3 separate regions of the Gossypium arboreum genome follow, and all the other regions are linked to region 3. Evidence: chromatin contacts called from public Hi-C data. All regions are on one chromosome and are shown on one strand. The core of a region is the stretch at or near the end of the contact, and the rest is flanking DNA. Distances in the headings are between cores, read along the strand shown.

Evidence for each region. Hi-C and Micro-C count contacts between places; a contact is called where the count stands out from the background.
Region 1: a Hi-C map of leaf shows a contact between it and region 3, with 4 times the contacts expected there. The contact joins the promoter of LOC108468034 here to the promoter of LOC108468706 in region 3. A contact is called at or near these places in 2 of 5 Hi-C or Micro-C datasets (both in leaf).
Region 2: a contact with region 3 is called in a Hi-C map of leaf, with 7 times the contacts expected there. The contact joins the promoter of LOC108467617 here to the promoter of LOC108468706 in region 3. A contact is called at or near these places in 3 of 5 Hi-C or Micro-C datasets (all in leaf).

Annotation. Positions count from the first base shown.
Region 1 is chr8:26,173,842-26,177,334 of ASM2569848v2, forward strand. LOC108468034 (protein CURVATURE THYLAKOID 1A, chloroplastic-like) reads right to left here and starts at 1,254. Exons shown (of 5, transcript XM_017768885.2): 1 at 880-1,254; 2 at 206-294; 3 at 3-110. The coding sequence starts at 1,036.
Region 2 is chr8:26,591,461-26,595,103 of ASM2569848v2, forward strand. LOC108467617 (rhodanese-like domain-containing protein 4, chloroplastic) reads right to left here and starts at 2,307. Exons shown (of 9, transcript XM_017768323.2): 1 at 1,431-2,307; 2 at 868-970; 3 at 693-773; 4 at 465-539; 5 at 291-365; 6 at 1-16. The coding sequence starts at 2,086.
Region 3 is chr8:26,361,887-26,365,443 of ASM2569848v2, forward strand. LOC108468706 (NDR1/HIN1-like protein 6) reads right to left here and starts at 1,723. Exons shown (of 2, transcript XM_017769576.2): 1 at 770-1,723. The coding sequence starts at 1,482.

The sequences.
Region 1 (3,493 bases), core at 4-2,503, 190 kb before region 3:
ACCAAGGGCACTGAGTTAATGGCGCCAACAAGAATAGATGATAGCCAAACGGCAACTATTGCCCCACCACCATAAAGAAGAACCGTGGTCTTGTTCTCAACTTTATCCCACTAGAAAACCACGAAAAAACAAGCCAAGTCAGGCACTCAGTTCAGCAGGTTAAAAGAGCAAGAAATTGATTATGTGCAGGCCACCATTTTCTCACTTTTTCTTTCAAGTCATCAAAAAGCTCCCCGGTATCGACAGAGGTGTCTTCTGTTGCTTTTGTTTGGAGAAAAGGAAACCTCCGGGATTCTGTACCAAAAACAACAGGGTAAATAGAAGGCCAAGGAATACGTAGCTCAAAGTCAAATGCATATACTATGACAGAGACAACCAAATAAAACTATTTGTTGTTGTGGCATTATAAAGGAAGAGCGCTATATATTAGACCACTTCATAGTTGTTTTACCTATCTATTCATGTTATACGAACATGTCCGACATTCATCCAGAGTTGTTACTTGCATTCTATCCCATACTTGAATTGGTACCAATTCATCCCCATTTGAAATTTGGGGTCCCAACTCCCATATTATCGTCCAAAAGATTGACCCATTTTTATCAGACAAAAGCCTCCATAATTAGTTTACTGCAACTACTCTTAACACGTGTGATTGTCACCAATATAACGTTTCTGATCCTACACCCACCACCAATGATTTCATTTCCGAAAAAACCAATCACAATTCCGAATATGGTGTTTGGAAGAACAGGATATAAAAGTGAACTCTTAACTTCTATGACCATTAAGCTTTCATTTTCATTCAGTAAAATCAAACAAAAGGAAGAGCAGGCAAGTGAAGTGAGGCGTTAAAAGGGAGAATGTTAACAGCAGTACCTGGAGTTAGCTTAACGGACGAGGAAAAGGAAGCGGTGGAAACGCGAGGAGGGACAGGCGGCAAGGCGGAACAGCGGGTTGTTCTAACGGCTGCAGGAACACGTGGAATCAAGACGGCGGTGGCCGACATGGAAGCTGATGCTGCTGCTGCCGCCATTTTTTCCTCAAAAATTAATTACTGCTATTTCTGAGATAGATAAGCGCCCTCTTGAACGCTACAAATCCTATCCTTTCCTTTCCTTTTGCTGCCTTCTTTCACAGTAGTATTCTTCCTTGCTTTCAAAAAAAAAAAAAAGGCTCTTCTTAGAAAAAATTCGTTTTCTAATTTATTTTTGTCTGAATTTTTGAATTACCTAAAAGTAATAATAAAAAATGGTATTATTAGTGTGGGTGAGGTTTTGGTGGCAGACGAATGGAGTGATTGACAGGTGGATAAGATTTTTGAAGGAGGATTATGATTGGTTCGTTCCCTATCTATATGCAATCCATGTTTTGAGGAATAAGGGGTCATAGCCCACTAGCTACACCTTTTAAATGGGCGGGTTATCACGACTTTGATTATCGTCAAAAACTTTCACTCAAGGTATATTAATTTTTCTATAAATCAAGGTATTATTTTATATAAAATATAACTTGAATTTTATCGAAAATTTACCATTTAATTTGAAAGCTGTTAAAAATATTTATCATTTTAATTTTTTAATTTAGTTAAATAAAATTATTCAAGTCTAGTTTTGTTAAAATATGAATTTTAATACTTCGATTGGATTCTTTTTAATATGTAAGATAATACTATGATCCATGAGGGAGGAATCAATTGGGCATGCCTTTTTAGAATTCTTGCTTGGCACATATGGAGGAATCACAATCTTTTTATTTTTCAGGAAAAATAAGTGACATAGTCAAAATTTCGTATAGCTGGGCTATACATTTCTTTTCGACCTTTAATACAGAAATAGTTGGTTGCCATGATTTATCCTATGAAGAACGTGTTGAAAAATATGGACATCACATATATAATAAGAATAATTACATGTTATTATTATTTACTATCATGATATGTTAGACCAAATTAAAAGTGATCTAATTTGGTTAATGTTTTATTGTGCTTTAATTATTAAATAAAATATGGGTCAAATACGTGTAAATATTTTAGCAATTGAGTTCTAATCAAATTCTAATTAATGATGGGCTAATTAGAAATTAGTACTAATATGACAAGATTATAAATATTAGGGTTATGTTCCCTAAATTATATACAAGATATCTTTTCTAATATCCCATCCTTAAGAAAGAGAGAGCAATATTCTCTGAATTTCTTGTGTGCTAATTTGGAAGATCAAATTCCCAAGATCAGGAAAAACTTCAAGGAATTTATGGATTCAGGTATGCTTCTGCATCTAGTTTTATTCTTATTTTGTTCTTAATGATTTGACATGAGAAGATCCTGATGTATGATTTATTAAATTTTATATCATATCTTAATTAATAATTCTAACAAGTGACATCCGAGCCTCGAACATATTGAATAATTGGGAATTGATTAAGGTTATTCATTTGAATGATTGATTCATAAAATTTCATGGGTTTTATATTTCGGATAACATCTTTGAAGGTTTATATTAAAGTATTTTTTAATATCTTGATTATCTTGAATTCATATTAAAATTTTAGGATTTATTTTAATTTTTAATTTGGGTGATTTTCAAATTGATAAATTTAATTATAGAGTTTAAAATATTTTACTTCAGTGAATGATCATGTTAAAGTCAATATTTTTTTTCATTCTTCATTGTCCTATGTTTCAATTTCTGTTAAATGAATAAATAATAAATCTATATGACATTTAGTTAAAAAAATTGGAAAAGAAGTTCACAGTTTCAGTATGTTTCATTTATATACATAAATATATAATATATGCATGTTTTGATTGGTTTAATGCATGTTGTAGTTTCGTATGTTTCATTTATATATATAAATGTATAATATATGCATGCTTTGATTGGTTTAATGCATGTTGTTTTGAAAAATTATATAAATATATATGATTATCTTTTAATTGATTGAAAGATGAAATTAAGGTAAATATTTTGAAACAAATAGATTCAGATTTTGACTTTTAATTAAGGATGTCAAATATTTTAAATAGATTAGTTGAAACAAAATGTTGCCAAAGTGACCTCTTTTGTGTAGATTAGTTTATTTGAAATATCAAGATGATTATATGTTTTTGTGATTCATGCATTTATTGATTGACTCAAAGGTAAGTTAATATTTGGTAGAATTTCAATGACATCTGTGGTGATAAATGTGTGACAATTATAACGTATTTTGTATGAGTAATAAGTTAGTCTAAAGATTAATTAATTGTTTGACATTATTTATTGTCAATGTTTGATTGCTACAACAAGAGTATCGCTTACTGTTAATATTACTATCCAAAGACTTGATATTAATGTTGTGCTTGGTATCTTGAGATGGGATTAGACATTATCTTGAATTTATTGTTTAATTATGAATATTGATGTGAGCTTGTTTTTATTTGTTCTATATTCAGCTAATTCATATTCTATTGCCACAATATCTGCTAATATAAATTCTATACCCATGCTTA
Region 2 (3,643 bases), core at 1,057-3,556, 230 kb after region 3:
GTGTTTGCTTTCGGTTCTGTTACAAATAGCAGAGTAGAAAGTCAAACCATTATGTTTTGGCCTTACGGAACTAGAGACATAAGTTAAGTGACACATTCCATATTTGTTCATAACCATATCCTTTTGTATGAGCTTAAGCATTTAGAACAAACAGTCACTGGATGAGTGTACTGTTGCTTATTGGACCATGCAATGCTCATTTACTTTACTCATCTTGCACTAACTTTCTACACAGAGCTTAGGATTTTAGGACATTTGATTATCCAATTTAATATAAAGTGGAGACTTACCTCTGCATACAGGAATTTCTTGCTTACAAGCTGCACAATAGCAGCTGAGCCTAAAAGTTGAAGGATCGTTTCTATCTGCAGAAGATATGGCAAACCCACAATTTGAGTTGTTTCGAGGTGTGTGTATATATATATAATCAGAGGTACTGTACTAAAAGGACTCAAAAACCTAACCTCTGAAAAAGCCAAAAGGCCTAACCCTGCAGCTGCAGCAATCCCTACAGTAACAGAAAGGCCATCTGATCCCCCCTGCAGATTATCACAACCATTTATCATATAGAAGAAAACTAATAAGAAAGGCTGAAGAACTTTCCAACAAAATCAATTCAAGATATAGAAAAGTCTCTCTATGACATCAAAATCTTAGAAGTGAATAAGCAATTAGGAGATGAAGATAGGTACTCCGAAGGCCTCGGCGAACGCTTCTGTCAAATTGCTAAGGTCAAGACCTTTCTTTGGTTGTATCCAGGGAAGACCACTGTTCTGCAAAATTGAAACCAGTCTCAAAAGATGCAATTGCTAAATTTAGAAAAAATGGAGAAAGAAACAAAAAAAATTGATTTAGAACAGCACATACCACCCATCCCCGTGGTCCTTCAGCACCATCTTTGACTGCATAAGCAGCTTTGAATCCATTTGCAGTGACCAACTCCGCAACCAGTTCAGAATTCCCATCAAATCTGGCTTTCAACACAAATTTAAAGCAATATTAGAAGATGAATCAAATGAAAGTTCTAGTTTCATCTTCCCTACAAACAAAATGCATATAGTTACAAATAAAATATTTGTCAGCCAATGCTTACATATGTTTAAAGACACATTTTAACAGTTAAGAACGTATAGACTATCAATTTAGAAACCTTCAACCCTTGGAACAAAATGCAGTTAATTTATGGGTTAGGAACTCAGGATCAATTAAGAAAGAGGTAATGGCCATATTCTATTGTGTAGCTTAAGGCCAATGAGCCTCCATATAGGCATATTCAGTTCTACATTCTTCCTCCACAACCAACACACAAACCATTTAATCTCAGATACAGTGATACAATCATCATTAAGAGTGGATAAGGTTTCATAGACAATGCTGGGAATTCATATATGAACAAATATATACGAGGCATAGGGTTTTAAGAAGCTTACTTGTCCATAATGAATAAGGTAGTATTTTCAGGTTCCTTGAATTTCAAAGACAGTTTTGTCAAGAACACTGGTTTATCTTCACCATTGTAGGCAATTGACACCGGTTTCTTCCTAAATCCCTTAATGTCAGGGCTACCAACATCTCTAGACTCCTTGAGAGGCCTTATGTCCAGCAACTGAGCAGTGGCATCGTCACCTAGCTTGGCGTAAGCACTCCTTGCAGATTCAACTCCCCATGGCTTTGGATTCTTTAACAGCTGAGACAAAATCAAAGGAACTGCTAAAGCAACGGTGCCACCAGCTACAACCGTGGGATTCTCAGTTGCAAAACTGACGACGGTATCAAGGATCCCATTTGGGTCAAAATCAACAGACGAGGAGGATCCCGTCGTCTGCTGTAGGGCTTCCTCGTATGACAAGGCTTTAGCGAATCCATTGGGGAGAAGTGATGACAGTAGCAGTAAACCACCATGCAAGGTTCTTGACAAACACTGGTGCAAAGCTGGTTGGGTCTTAATAAAAGCTGGGGAGTTGGGTAGTTTGAGTGGTGAAGCAATGGGGAGCAATGGTGCTTTTCTGGCCTCGGTTCTTGTCTCAGAAAGAACCGAGAGAGGTGTCAAACTTGGAGTTGCTGCATTGAGGGTCCTCATTTGCATAATTTTTATGCAAAGAGATGGGTGTCAAATGTATGATGGAAAGGCTTGAACCATCAACAATGGAGGATTTTTGTTGGAATTGATTGGATGACAACAAGGCTCAGAGACCCTTAGCTTTGGAAGGTGCACTTTGAATGATGAAATGGTGGTGAGGTGGAATGAGTTATGAGATCTCTGCCAGTCATTGCATGACACGTTGGAAGTGAGATGAGAGGCTTTTTGATCATGTCTTTAGGACTGTTCCTCATCTCAACTCATTTGTGTGGCTAATAATTGTCTGCACAAATTCAATAGTGCATCTAAACTATAGTACCTTCCTTTTAATACAGCAAAAACGTTACACTACATTATCTTTTAATTTACCATTTAATTTGGTATTTTAGTTTGAATTTTTTTATTGTAATATACGATTTTTATATTTGACAAAATTATATATATTTAGGTACATGAAAGTATCAATATTAATTTTTAATTTTTAATTCAAGTTTTGGAATTGATTTTATAAAATTATTAGCTAATAATATTAGCAATTAACTTTCATCATATCAACCCTAAACCTGAATTAATTCACATTAATTAGATTATATTTGACAAATTAAATGGAAAATTAAATAAATTCACAATTAACACTACATTTATTCTATTAACAAAATCATAAAAATTCAAACATAATACTATTAGCAATTAACTTTCATTAAATGAATCCTAAAATCCAAATAAAAAGTTAGCATTGTAATCTTTGGGTATAAAAAATATAACTTTTGTCAAATATAGATATCAAATTAGACCAAAAAACAACCCAGGTACCACATTAAAAAAATATATCAAATTCAAGTACCAAATGATATATTAAACCTTAGAAAAAGAGATAAAGTCATTATTTTGATAATTTTCCTCTACTTAGTCTTTGAATTATTTTCGTTAATCCTCAAACTTAACAACTTTTTCAGTTTTATTCATTTGAGACATTTGATATTGTATCATCATATTATCGCTTAAAAATTATAATTTTATAAAATATTTAAATGATGATGTGATGCAATATTAGAGTGTCGTATCATTACATAAATCAAAATTAAAAAAAAAAAACATTGTCAGTTAAAGCTAAATTTTTTTTTCAGATGCTAAATCTTACCTAAGTTAAAAGTGCTAACAAAAGTTTAGGGTGTGAAACATGACACTCAACTTGGACCAAGTCTATCAAATTTTGCTCATGAATTAAGATGGGGATCTTGCGCTACCATCATGTGAGCTTGCGCCAAGCCTGGGCTTGCTTCCTCCGATCAAGCTTTTGCATCAACAATGTTATATATATATAGTATTTTAATTTATCGTTTAGGGTTTTTCAATATATTTTTCTTCTATATAAGATTATACCATATTTTAGTATATCATTTCGATTTTATTTGTAAAACACGACAATACTGGTCTCTTTGATTTCATTTGCTTTTTCGCAAGAATGGCATACTCCTATACTTTAAATTGATAGCCCTCCAGAACCATTTAACATTATTTATAGCGTGTCCCGCAATCATATTGCTTTTGTAAGGAAATATA
Region 3 (3,557 bases), core at 473-2,972:
AAGTAGTACTATATTTTCGTTTCAATTCTATTAAAATAAGGAAATTTTAATGTTTTGGTCCTTTTACTATATTTAATTTATCTATTTTATCTCACATCATTTTATCTTATACTTTTTACAATATTATTAATTAATCATGGACTAAAATACTAATACATTTTTTAAAAAACATCTCTTTTAACCCAAAAAACAGCCTCCTTCACATCATCAGTTAACTAATTATATTATAAAAACTAATATATATTTTGGTCTTTGAACTTGTTTATTTCCACTTACTTAGTCCCTGAATTTAGATTTCATCAACCAAGTTGATACCTCTACACTAACACCAATAATTTGTGTTGATGTAGTACTGCTAATCAATCTAACGATGCCACGTGGTAGTCTTTCAGAACGTCACACGACAAACATAAACAATTTATATATTTTTAAATTTTTTTAATTTTATGTTTGTTAGATAACATTTTGGGAGGATGCTATGTGGCACCATTAGATTGGCTAGCAATGTCACATTTAACACAAATTAACAGGGTTGGTGTAGAGATACCAACTTGATTGAGGGTATATCCAAAAATTTTAGGAACTAACTAGGTAGAAATGAATAAGTTCAAGGGCCCAATTTTATATTATCCCTATTATAAAAGAAAAGCAACCAATTATGTAAAATTAAAATAGGTACTAAATATCCAATTTAAACTTAGTAGAGGGATGGTGACCATAATTTGACCTTAAAAATAATGAGAATGGAAGAGTTCAACGTCGTGTTTACCATCTTAAGGTGTGGATGAGGCAGTTAGGCATATCATCACCGTCGAGCTGTTTCATGGTGATTCCTTTACACTTAACGGTAATCCCCAACATGCCAGTCTTCAACCCCGCCACACCCACTCCAACTTTCGTCCGAGCCGCCACGTTCACCGCCAAACTCTTCGATTTGTACCCACTCAGAAGCCTATTCGCCAACGTATTATCCACCTGCTTGTTGCTTGCCTTCGTCTCCACTTTCAAGCTAGTCGTGTATTGTTTCCTCGACGTGAACTTGGGCACCTTCGCCGTCCCGACCTCAGTCTCGTCCTCGCCTTCCCCGACGCTGATGTCGACCGCCGTATCGCCGTAATAATACGTCATCTTCCCGTTGGGATTCCTCACTTCCATTACCGTCATCGTCGTGGCATCGAGGTAGGTACCGTCGGGTGTTTCTGTGACGTTGAAGCGGGGGATTTGGAATGACTGGACGTGGAAACGTGGTAATTTGGGGTTGACCGAAAAGTAGAAAACGGCGGCGAAGATGATGATCAGGGCAATCAAGATCGAGAAAGAGATGCAAAAACAGCAGCAACAAACACGGCCCTTCTTTTTCTTGGGCCGGAAAGATGGCGGAAGAACCGGCTTTCGCGGCAACGGTTTAAACCCAGCGGGCGAGTTAGGGTCATTGTATCCAGGTGGCTTGTTGAGTGCCGATGGAAATAGAGCGTCGGACATGGCTTGTATGTAAAAAATGATTCTATCCTGGTCCTGGATTAAAAAAGAAAATGAAAAGGTGGCTTATTTACGTACAATTAAGTGAGAATTAAATTGCTTCGAAAATTGAAAAGAAGACAGAGCAAGCAAAAGGAGAAGAATGTGAAGGATGTTGGTACTTGTTTCAGTGCAACAATACTATAATTACTACAGATTGTTGTTTTGAATTACCCTAATAGTTTCCTTACTATCTATCTAATGTTTGCTTGGTTTGGATCTATTTAAACAAGTTATTAAATGGCCGAAGCCAAACACTTGTACATATGCATGTCAACAACAAATGTTATATAAGATTAAATTCATATCAAACAATGAACATCAATTTCTTCTTTTGCTTATTTTTTATTTTTATATGTGTTTTTATTTTCAGATTTCAGTCATAGAGTCTGAACGGTAGCAATTAAAAAATTTGTTAAATTCCATGTAATTCTATATCATGCATAAATTTATAGATATAATCTGTCATATTTTAAAAATCGGGTTAGAAAAAATTAAGTTTGTGAAACTTAGAGTGGTTACATTTTGATTTTGAGTTAGGATTGTAAAAATGTTATTATGTAAATTGATTTGGTTTAGTGATTAAGTATTTAGTTGTGTGCTTGAGGTCTTGTGTTTAAATCATTCTTTTTGGAATTTTTGTTATTTTTGTTCCTATCTATATCTTTGTATATTTGACTTAAATTTAATTCAGTGGTAAGGTTTTAACTTACCATTTGATCTTGTGTTTGAATTCTTGCGTATGCAAAGTGGAAAATTAATTTTGTTTTAAACTCTGTGAAAAATCTGATGTGGATAATGATATGAGTTAGTGGGGTAGTTGTAAAAAACCTAGTACTGAGGGATTTTTCTCCTAAATTTTGTATCAATTTCATGTTTTTTTCCTTTTGTTTTTTTTCTCTGTTAATTTCTTCTTCTGTCGCCCTTCCTATTTCATTTGGCTTCTTTCTTTGATCTTCCTTCTTGTTCCTGTTATTCTCGATTTTGTCACCTATTTGCCAATTAATTTGTGATGACTGTGCGTGGTAAGTATTTCAGAATTAGATTTGTAAGTTCGTCGTGGGTAATTCTTCATATGTTTGCTTTGTGTGTTTTATATCGTTGTGACATTGAAGTTAAAGGTTATTTTGTAATGTTGGTTAGGTGGGGATCGTGAATTTTGGATCCTCTAGTGAATTAAACTTCTATTGGCTACTGTTTTGCAAAAGGTAAGTGATGAAAGTGTTAATTAAGGGTTAGTTTCGTTAGTTCATGGATTGATTGTATTTGAGTTAGTGGACGGATTTAGTGCGAGACTTGCTTATTAATTCTTTTTGAAATGGAGATTTAGGTATTGGAATTTTCACGATTGCGTTCGCATCAAGAAATGACTAGGTGTGTAATGAAAAGTCTGAAAAAAGTAGCGAACAATCAAAAGTCGAAATACATGCTGTCGATATCACACGGCCGTGTGCCAGGCCATGTGGCAGACTGTGTGAGATACATGACCTTGTGCCAGATCATGGAGACCACATAGTCTGGGCTATTTGGGCCGTGTGGGCCACATGGGGGTGTGTTACACTGTGTGGGCTACACGGACTGACCATCTAGGTCGTGTGGGCCTATTTTTTGAAAAATTTCACTTAGGCCCATTTGACTTAGAAATTCATAATTAAACCTTTTGTGGGGTCTGTTTGGCTAAAATAAGACTCGAAATGTGACATTTGTTAATATGTGTCAGTATGTAATATGGTTAAGGTATGTGAAATATGTATGTACGATCTGAGTTCTGATAACTTTGAAAGTATAATTACATGTAAAAAAAAAAAAAACACGTATGACATCTGTATATAGAATAACTCTTAGTATAAGCAATATGACATGTAATGATCTGTAAAAATATGTTTAGGTATGCATGTCATACCATTCATGTGATATTTACGTATGTTATTATGATTATGCATGTGCATTGAGGTAAGTTTTGGTATGACGGAGGAAGTGTTTTTTGGCAGTGTTACTGCAATTTCAACGGTTAAACCGCAGTATCTATTTGGCAGCTC